3 separate regions of the Sus scrofa genome follow, and regions 1 and 2 are each linked to region 3. Evidence: chromatin contacts called from public Hi-C and promoter capture Hi-C data. All regions are on one chromosome and are shown on one strand. Each heading gives the region's core, a stretch centred on a gene start, on an enhancer-like site or on the middle of the called end of the contact. The rest is flanking DNA. Distances are from core to core; before and after follow the strand shown. Region 1 holds the start of RPS29 (40S ribosomal protein S29). Region 2 holds the start of MGAT2 (mannosyl (alpha-1,6-)-glycoprotein beta-1,2-N-acetylglucosaminyltransferase). Region 3 holds the start of PYGL (glycogen phosphorylase L).

What was found. Promoter capture Hi-C pulls out the DNA fragments that hold promoters and counts their contacts. A called contact is a pair of places that touch in the nucleus more often than the background predicts.
Region 1: a promoter capture Hi-C map of liver shows a contact between it and region 3, with 4 times the contacts expected there. The contact joins the promoter of RPS29 here to the promoter of PYGL in region 3. A contact is called at or near these places in 1 of 5 promoter capture datasets (liver), 1 of 47 Hi-C or Micro-C datasets (liver) and 1 of 2 datasets of contacts at active chromatin or transcription factors (alveolar macrophages).
Region 2: a Hi-C map of liver shows a contact between it and region 3, with 7 times the contacts expected there. The contact joins the promoter of MGAT2 here to the promoter of PYGL in region 3. A contact is called at or near these places in 1 of 47 Hi-C or Micro-C datasets (liver) and 1 of 2 datasets of contacts at active chromatin or transcription factors (alveolar macrophages).

What each region holds. Positions count from the first base shown.
Region 1 is chr1:179,455,591-179,458,290 of Sscrofa11.1, forward strand. It overlaps RPS29 (40S ribosomal protein S29), which reads right to left and starts at 1,257. Exons shown (of 3, transcript XM_021101317.1): 1 at 1,097-1,257; 2 at 767-866. The coding sequence starts at 1,158. It also overlaps LOC102723301.
Region 2 is chr1:179,477,137-179,479,836 of Sscrofa11.1, forward strand. It overlaps MGAT2 (mannosyl (alpha-1,6-)-glycoprotein beta-1,2-N-acetylglucosaminyltransferase), which reads left to right and starts at 1,328. Exons shown (of 1, transcript NM_001128482.1): 1 at 1,328-2,668. The coding sequence starts at 1,328. The coding sequence ends at 2,668. RPL36AL (ribosomal protein L36a like) reads right to left here and starts at 684. Exons shown (of 2, transcript NM_213917.1): 1 at 654-684.
Region 3 is chr1:180,702,709-180,705,408 of Sscrofa11.1, forward strand. It overlaps PYGL (glycogen phosphorylase L), which reads right to left and starts at 1,416. Exons shown (of 21, transcript NM_001123172.1): 1 at 1,174-1,416. The coding sequence starts at 1,416.

The DNA of each region.
Region 1 (2,700 bases), core at 7-2,506, 1.2 Mb before region 3:
AAAATAAGAACACTTTTTTGGCTGCACTCTCGGCATGTGAAGTTTCTAACCAGGGATCAAACTTATGTCACAGCAGTGACACCACCAGATATCTTTAAGCAACTGAGCCACCAGGCAACTCCCAAGCACATATAGAGAAGCAGGTTCTACTTAATTACTGAGGCCTAACTATGAATCAAAAGGCCAGAGATGCAGCTCAAAGACCCAATAAGAAATGTTTTCACCTCTGAGCTTCATATATACATTAATTTTTGCAACAATACTGCCATTTAGCTTCCACAGGTAAAACCTTTGCTTCAAGACACGTGACCCAAGTCATTATGACTACCTGCCTGAATCCTCAAAAAACATACATGGCCCCAAACCTCAAGCTCATTCCCCTACATGACGCTAACTCGTAACTCAACATTTCAAGACAGTGGTCAACTCATGTACTTTGCTTAAAAATAGCTAGATAGGATTAGAGATCTAATGTTGAATTTTAGCATGGTTTCATAAAAGTAAATAGTTTTATACACACTTTACACGGCACCTCGAACTGGCGAAAATGGTAAAATGGGATTACAAAGACTTCTTTTAAGGCCTTCACTGCATCCCCGCCATTCTATTCACATGGCTGCCACAAACCCTGAACAGTGTCATCCTCTACCAAGAACAGCGCTGCTAACTAAACGCAGAAAACGTCATTGGCCGAAAGCCCACACCAAGGAACTACCCCTTGTTGGCCTCTCCCAGAAATAGGAGCATGCGGCCCGCGGACGCATACCTTGATGAAGCCAATATCCTTCGCGTACTGGCGGAAGCACTGGCGGCACATATTGAGGCCGTATTTCCGGATCAGACCGTGCCGGTTTGAGCAGACTCGGCTGCAAATAGAAAAAATTAACGCAAGTCGCAGAAAGTAAACAATTCGGCACTCAGAGAGCCACCACCCACACTGCTGGTCACCAAAGACCCATGAGAGGCCTGTAATGGCGGCAATCAAGCTCCGATTCCGTCTCCCCCCACGCGCAAACCTGCGGGGCTCCGCCATTCTATTTCAAGCAGCGTCGCGCCCCAGAGGAACCCTTCCCTGAAGCGACATTCTGTTTCTCACCAAGAGCGAGAACCCTGACCGAATTTTCTTGGATGGCTCCAGTAGAGCTGCTGGTGACCCATCTTGCTCTCTCGGCTGCAACGAGGCAAAAGGACAGACTTAGCGCACGCATGCGCTCTTCAAAATTTTGGACACAGTTTACCCAGAAGGCAGTGCGGACCAGTGACGCGTGCGCAGTGTGGCCACGCTGTTCCTCGGGGGTGGGAGTGAAGAGGAAGCATGGAAATAGTCTGGGCGGGCCCTGCTGATGACGTCACCACACCGCAGCCTCTAGTTTTGTCTTGCGCCTTCTGCCACCGCCGGGCGCGGTGGCGCGCGCCTGTAGTCCCAGCTACTCGGGAGGCTGAGGCTGGAGGATCGCTTGAGCCCAGGAGTTCTGGGCTGCAGTGCGCTATGCCGATCGGGTGTCCGCACTAAGTTCGGCATCAATATGGTGACCCTCCGGGAGCGGGGGACCACCAGGTTGCCTAAGGAGGGGTGAACCGGCCCAGGTCGGAAACGGAGCAGGTCAAAACTCCCGTGCTGATCAGTAGTGGGATCGCGCCTGTGAATAGCCACTGTACTCCAGCCTGGGCAACATAGCGAGACCCCGTCTCTTTTGGAATAAATTTTTCTTTTGAACCCTCAAATAATTGATCTCAGTATTCTGCTATTTTCCTCTTCAGAATCCTTCACATTTTTTTAAATTAAAGTCTTAAACTCGTAAAGGAAAAAGGACGTTTGCCTCAACTCTACACTGACCCCTACTGGGATAAAATAGCAAAAAAACTTAAAATCAACTGTAATAACTAGGAGTCAACGGTAGGAGTTCCTGTTTTTAAACAGAATACGTTTTCAAACTTATTTTTAATTGACACACACCATTCCAGAAAAATGACATGAGACTTAGGATGTTTAATATTTCAGTGTAGTTAGTTAAGTTTAAAGTTAAGAAACAAGTAAATATCCAATGTATGTTGCTTTGACCAAATGATCTGGTAACAAAATAACTAGCAAGAATCACACGCCTTCTAATAATCTGCCGAAAAAGTCTCTAAAATCCACGTGGTCATTTATAATGTCTGTAAATAAACGAAAAATTAAGTATGAATCTAAAATAAGAGCTTTAACTAGAAATATAAAATGTACCACAGGGTGCAAAATATAGGAAACTTTTATGCATGAATTCTTACATTAGAACTGAAACACTACACCTCTTAAAGGTACGTTATTTCAGGATTATGAAATTCCCCATCCAAATTGGGAACTTTTTTACATAATGAAGGAATCAAGTCAGAGACTGAAAAACCAGATATGGCTTGATCCTGCTCTCAAAACAAATGTAGTGAGGAAAATAGTATTATTACCTGAACCCTTCCTTTCATTTTGTCTCTCTCTCTCTCTCTCTTTTTTTTTAAGAGCCCTTTCTTCCAGATTCAACTTCTGCCACTCAGTGACACGTATACAACTAAATAAGCAATTCGTTCTGGATTTTTCGTTTTGTTTTTTTGTTTCTTAGGACATTTTATATTAAATGACAGATGTACTAATAGACTACAAGAGGAGAAAGAAAGAGATTAATTCCAGCACGAGCTTCACTTGAGGGGTCTTTGAAATACACTATA
Region 2 (2,700 bases), core at 78-2,577, 1.2 Mb before region 3:
TTTAAGTTTTGTAAATATGGAAATAGTAACATTACAGAAATCATTAACGTATAAATGCACCAAATACGCATTTTCCACACGAATAAATATATATATGTGCACAACTCTTTAGAAGGCTAATCATCGGAGCAGTGATAAAATGAGGCTCACTAAAATAAGGGCCAGAGCAGCAGCATAAGGATGCCCTATACAGTCAGGTCCCCCTACTGACTCTAAGTTCCAAAGTGGGTTCCTTTGGTCCTTAATTTACCGTGGTTACCCAACAACTAAAGCGTGGTCGTGTGATAATCTACTCTCCTTCGGAAGAGTGGGAGAGTGAGCGCGAGAGCCAGTCTGGCTCCGGGTGCGGTGTAGCTGGTGCCAAGGCCGAGCCCGGCCCTTCTCTGAGGACCGCAGCAACGTGGTTTGACTTCTCCCTCCGAAACACGGTCTCCCTTCAGCGGCCCCGAAGGCTGACGTGTCCTTAACAAGTGCCTCCCGGCCCGGCAGCCGCCATGCGGGAGCCCCTTCCCGGAAGGGAGAAGCCCGTTCTTGAAATCCCCCAAGGCGGCGGGCCTCGCCCTCCCTCTCCTACCAGGGTTCGCCCGGCCACCCCGGGATCCTGAGCTTCGGGGGCTCCAGTCGAGACCGCTACCACTCCGCGTGTAGCTTACCAGTAAAACCGATGTCCACGTTCCGGGTCTCGCTCTGCTCTAGCCTCACCGGAAAAGGAGGATCGGGACGGAAGCAGGAACTGAGCCTGAGCGACAGCGCCGCGGCCCAATAAGAGGCGGGCAGCGACGCCCGGTCGTCTCCCGACGCGTCGGGGAAGCGCCAACCGACGGCCCGAGGGGCGGGCCGGAGGGGTGTGGGCCCGGGGGCCGCGGAGCTCCGCGAGCCAGTTGCTGGTTGTCAGGACAGTCTCCGCGGGAGTGGGACGAGGTTGCGTCCCTCGGTCCGGGACGTCCGGTGCCTGCGTAAGGATGAAAGCCCAGAGGACGCAGGGCCGCTGGAAGCGCAGGTAACGGAGCCGGGGTGCGGTGGGGCCGCGGCGGGCTTCTCGGACCCGTGCCGGATGGAGAGGACCGAGGCGACGCTGAGTCGCGGCTCCTAGCGGCGGGACAGCCTGAGCTGCAGCTGCCAGGCGAGGATGTGTGGAGCCCGGGCGGCACAGGGGAGCTGAGCGCCTTCGGGCCCCAGGACCCCCGGGGCCAGGGATGAGTTAGCGAGGGCAGCCGCGGAGGCCCATTCCGATCGCTGCAGGCCACGGCCGCCGCCCGCCCGCCCTTTCCGTGCGGGATCCGCTAGCTCCTTTACGCGCCTGCCCGCGCTCCCGGCCCCGGAGACCATGAGGTTCCGCATCTACAAGCGGAAGGTGCTGATCTTGACGTTCGTGGTGGCCGCCTGCGGCTTCGTCCTCTGGAGCAGCAATGGGCGACAAAGGAAGAATGAGGCCCTCGCCCCGCCGCTGCTGGACGCCGAGCCCGTGCGGGGTGCGGGCGCCCGGGCCGGGGACCATCCTGCCATATCCGTGGGCATCCGCCGGGGCTCCAACGATTCGGCGGCTCCGCTGGTCGCGGCAGCCCCGCAGCCCGAGGTGGACAACCTGACGCTGCGGTACCGGTCCCTAGTGTACCAACTGAACTTTGACCAGACGTTGAGGAATGTGGATAAGGTCAGCTCCTGGGTCCCCCGCGAGCTTGTGCTGGTGGTCCAGGTGCACAACCGGGCCGAATACCTCAAACTGCTCCTGGACTCACTTCGGAAAGCCCAGGGAATCGACAACGTCCTCGTCATCTTTAGCCATGACTTCTGGTCGACTGAGATTAATCAGCTGATCGCTGGGGTGGATTTCTGTCCGGTTCTGCAGGTGTTCTTTCCTTTCAGCATTCAGTTGTACCCTAACGAGTTTCCGGGTACTGACCCCAGAGATTGCCCTAGAGACCTGGAGAAGAATGCAGCTTTGAAAATGGGATGCATTAATGCTGAATATCCCGACTCCTTCGGCCATTACAGAGAGGCCAAGTTCTCCCAAACCAAACACCACTGGTGGTGGAAGCTGCATTTCGTGTGGGAGAGGGTCAAAGTCCTTCGAGACTATGCTGGCCTCATACTTTTCCTAGAGGAGGATCACTACGTAGCCCCAGACTTTTACCATGTCTTCAAAAAGATGTGGAATTTAAAGCAGCAAGAGTGTCCTGAGTGTGACGTTCTCTCCCTGGGGACCTATACTACCGTTCGCAGTTTCCGTGACGTTGCTGACAAGGTAGATGTGAAAACGTGGAAATCCACGGAGCACAATATGGGTCTGGCCTTGACCCGGGATGCCTATCAGAAGCTGATCGAGTGCACAGACACTTTCTGTACTTATGATGATTATAACTGGGACTGGACACTTCAATATTTGACTGTATCTTGTCTTCCAAAATTTTGGAAAGTGCTGGTTCCTCAAGTTCCTAGGATTTTTCATGCTGGAGACTGTGGTATGCATCACAAAAAAACCTGTAGACCATCCACACAGAGTGCCCAAATTGAGTCACTCTTAAATAGTAACAAACAGTACATGTTTCCAGAAACTTTAACTATCAGTGAAAAATTGACAGCAGCCCTTTCCCCACCTAGGAAAAATGGAGGGTGGGGAGACATTAGGGACCATGAACTCTGTAAGAGTTATAGAAGACTGCAGTAAAAAAAAAAAAAAAAAAAAAAAAAAAAAAAAAA
Region 3 (2,700 bases), core at 166-2,665:
CTCTAGGATCTACCCCATCTTTCACGGTTTTCAATACACCTCCAACCAGCGTTTCCAGTTTCCTCTCCCAAGACTCACACCCACCCTCACTGCAGCTGCCAGCGCTGCTCTCTCACCCTGTCTCTGCACAACACAATCCCTCTGGTTGCCAAGTCCTCTTCAATTTTCCCCTTCCCAGATCGGCCAGGTAGAGTGTTCCTCCGTGATGAGGCAGCGTCCACTCCAGCCCCTGCGCAGTGGGTAGGGGTGGTCTGTGAACAGCCTGTTACAGCAAGTCTGTAGCCTGGCCCTGCACCTCCACCCCGCAGGACTCAAGTCAGTCCAGGAGGTAGTTCTTCTGTGGCGCAGCGGGATATGGCGTTGTCACTGCATTGGCTTGGTCGCTGCTGTGGTGCCACCGAATGAATCCCTGGCCTGGGAACTTTCACATGCCGAGTGAGGCGGTCAAACAAGCAAACAAACAAAACAAAAAACAACAACAAAAGGGCTGCCAAGTCCTCCACGCCCGACTCCCAGGAACTGGGGAAAGCAGGGGAGGGGTGGGGACAGAGCTCTGATGGGGGAGAACTCTATCCTCCCTCTCCACCACACCCAGGCAGTGCCTACAGCAGGCCACCTAGTCCTCAAAGCACCTTCCTCCAACTCTGGCCCACCTGCCCCCTCAGCTCCTACTGCCCTTTGACGATCTTTGCATTCGTCTCTCCTCCCTAAACATTGAGCTTCCCCGAGGCAAGGCATTAACCGCTTTGTTCAGGGCCTACTATCTGGGGCCTGTGCCTGGCACCCAGGAGACGCCAGCTACCTCTGGATTAAAACCTTAAGAGTAGATGCACCAAAAAAGTTAATGAATTTAAGCAGAGAGGCGAGGGAGGCCTAGCCATCTACTCGGGACGGTCCCTGGGGGCGGGCAGAGCTGTGGTTTGGGTGAGATGACGCTCGGGGTGGGGTGTTAGCGGAGTGCCGGATCTGTCCCCCGGGCTGCCCAGCCGCCGCCCAGACACTGCCCTGGACTTCCCGGGCAGCGAGAGCCGGGTTAGGAGAGGTCACAGCGAGGGCTCCTCCCAACGGCCCCGGACGCCGCCAGGACAGCCGGCTGCTGGAGTGCGCGGCCCCGGAAGGGTGCGACCGGTGCATGGGCGGCAAGGAAACCACCGCGCGGCGCCGGGCTCGTACCTTGGGGCACTTCTCATAGTAGTACTGCTGCGTGCGGATCCAGCGCCCCACCAGGTGGTCGCGCACTGTGTGCGCCAGCGCGAAGAAGTAGTCGCGAGGGGTGGCCACATTACGGTCCTTGACCAGTGTGAAATGCAGGTGTCGGTTGAAGCCCTTCTTCAGCTCGGCCACGTTCTCCACGCCCACGATGCCGCGGATGCTGATCTGCCGCCGCTTCTCCTGGTCTGTCAGGGGCTTGGCCATGGCGGCGGGCAGCGCAGCCAGCGGGACGCGCTTCCCAAGGCGCCGGGTGGCAGGACAGGGGCGGAGCCTCTTCGCGCCGCAGGCCGCTTTTGAGTCTCAGGAAAGTTTGGGGTCTGCCCCTCCGCACGGCGCCGCCCGGGTTCCAGCTCCCACGACTGTCCGGCGCAGCGGAGGGAGGGCCGGCCCCTCCCGGGGCTCTGGGCGGAGCTGGGCGGTAGCTGAGGTCTGAGGGCGAGCGTGCTCAGCCTTCCTGCCTGGCTGGTGGCCAGGAGGGGCTGAACCCTCTTGGCGGCAGAAGGTGGGACCTTGGGTGACGCACAAGAGTGCGAGGCTCCCTTCCGGATCTGTGGATTATGTGTCTGTTGGGGCGATGCGGGGGAGCGGGTGGATGGGACATTGGTTCTGTCTCCTCACTCTAAAGTCTTGGGTACTAGAAGTATGTCAGTGTGTGAAAGCGTGGTAAGCAGATAAGGTAGGGAGCCCCTGGAGAAAGAGAACCAGGCACGGCTTTCTTGAAATAAAAGAAGGCATTTTTGGCCTAAGCCCCTTTGTGATGTAAGCTGCTAAGCCCTTGCATAGGTCTCAGTAACTATGGATAGTAAGGAAAATAAGAGAATGCAGGAACAAATGAAAAGCGGTCAAGAAACAGGAGGTCAGCAATAAAACCGTCCAGTTCCAGATATATTGACAATCCCATACCCTTTATGTTCTGCAGGAACTAAGGCCCCCATCCAGGTGGGGGATGGCATGATGACGCTGACCCTCCAGACTTTACTCAACTAAAGCTTGGACTCTGTTTACATTTACCCCATTTCTTTCCTGAGTTCTCAGCCCAAGCCCCTTCCTGATATGCATGTACCCATAGCTTAAAAATTCCCCTATTTTGGAGTTCCCTTCATGGTGCAGCGGAAACAAATCCGACTAGGAACCATGAGGTTGTGGGTTTGATCCCTGGCCTTGCTCAGTGGGTTGAGGATCCAGCGTTGCCATGAGCCATGGTGTAGGTCGCAAACTCGGCTTGGATCCTGCCTTGCTGTGGCTGTGGCTGTGGCGTAGGCCTGCGGCTACAGCTCCGACTGGACACCTAGCTTGGGAACCTCCATATGCTGTGGGTGCGGCCCTAAAAAGACAAAAAAAAAAAAAAAAAAAAAAATTCCCCCATTTTGCCATTGGGAGAGATACTGCTTGGGAAAGATCCCTGGTATTCTGTTTACTTGTTTCCTTATCTGCATATTTGGCTTGGCTGTGTCTTTTGGCTGACACCCACCAAGAGGCAAACCCCAT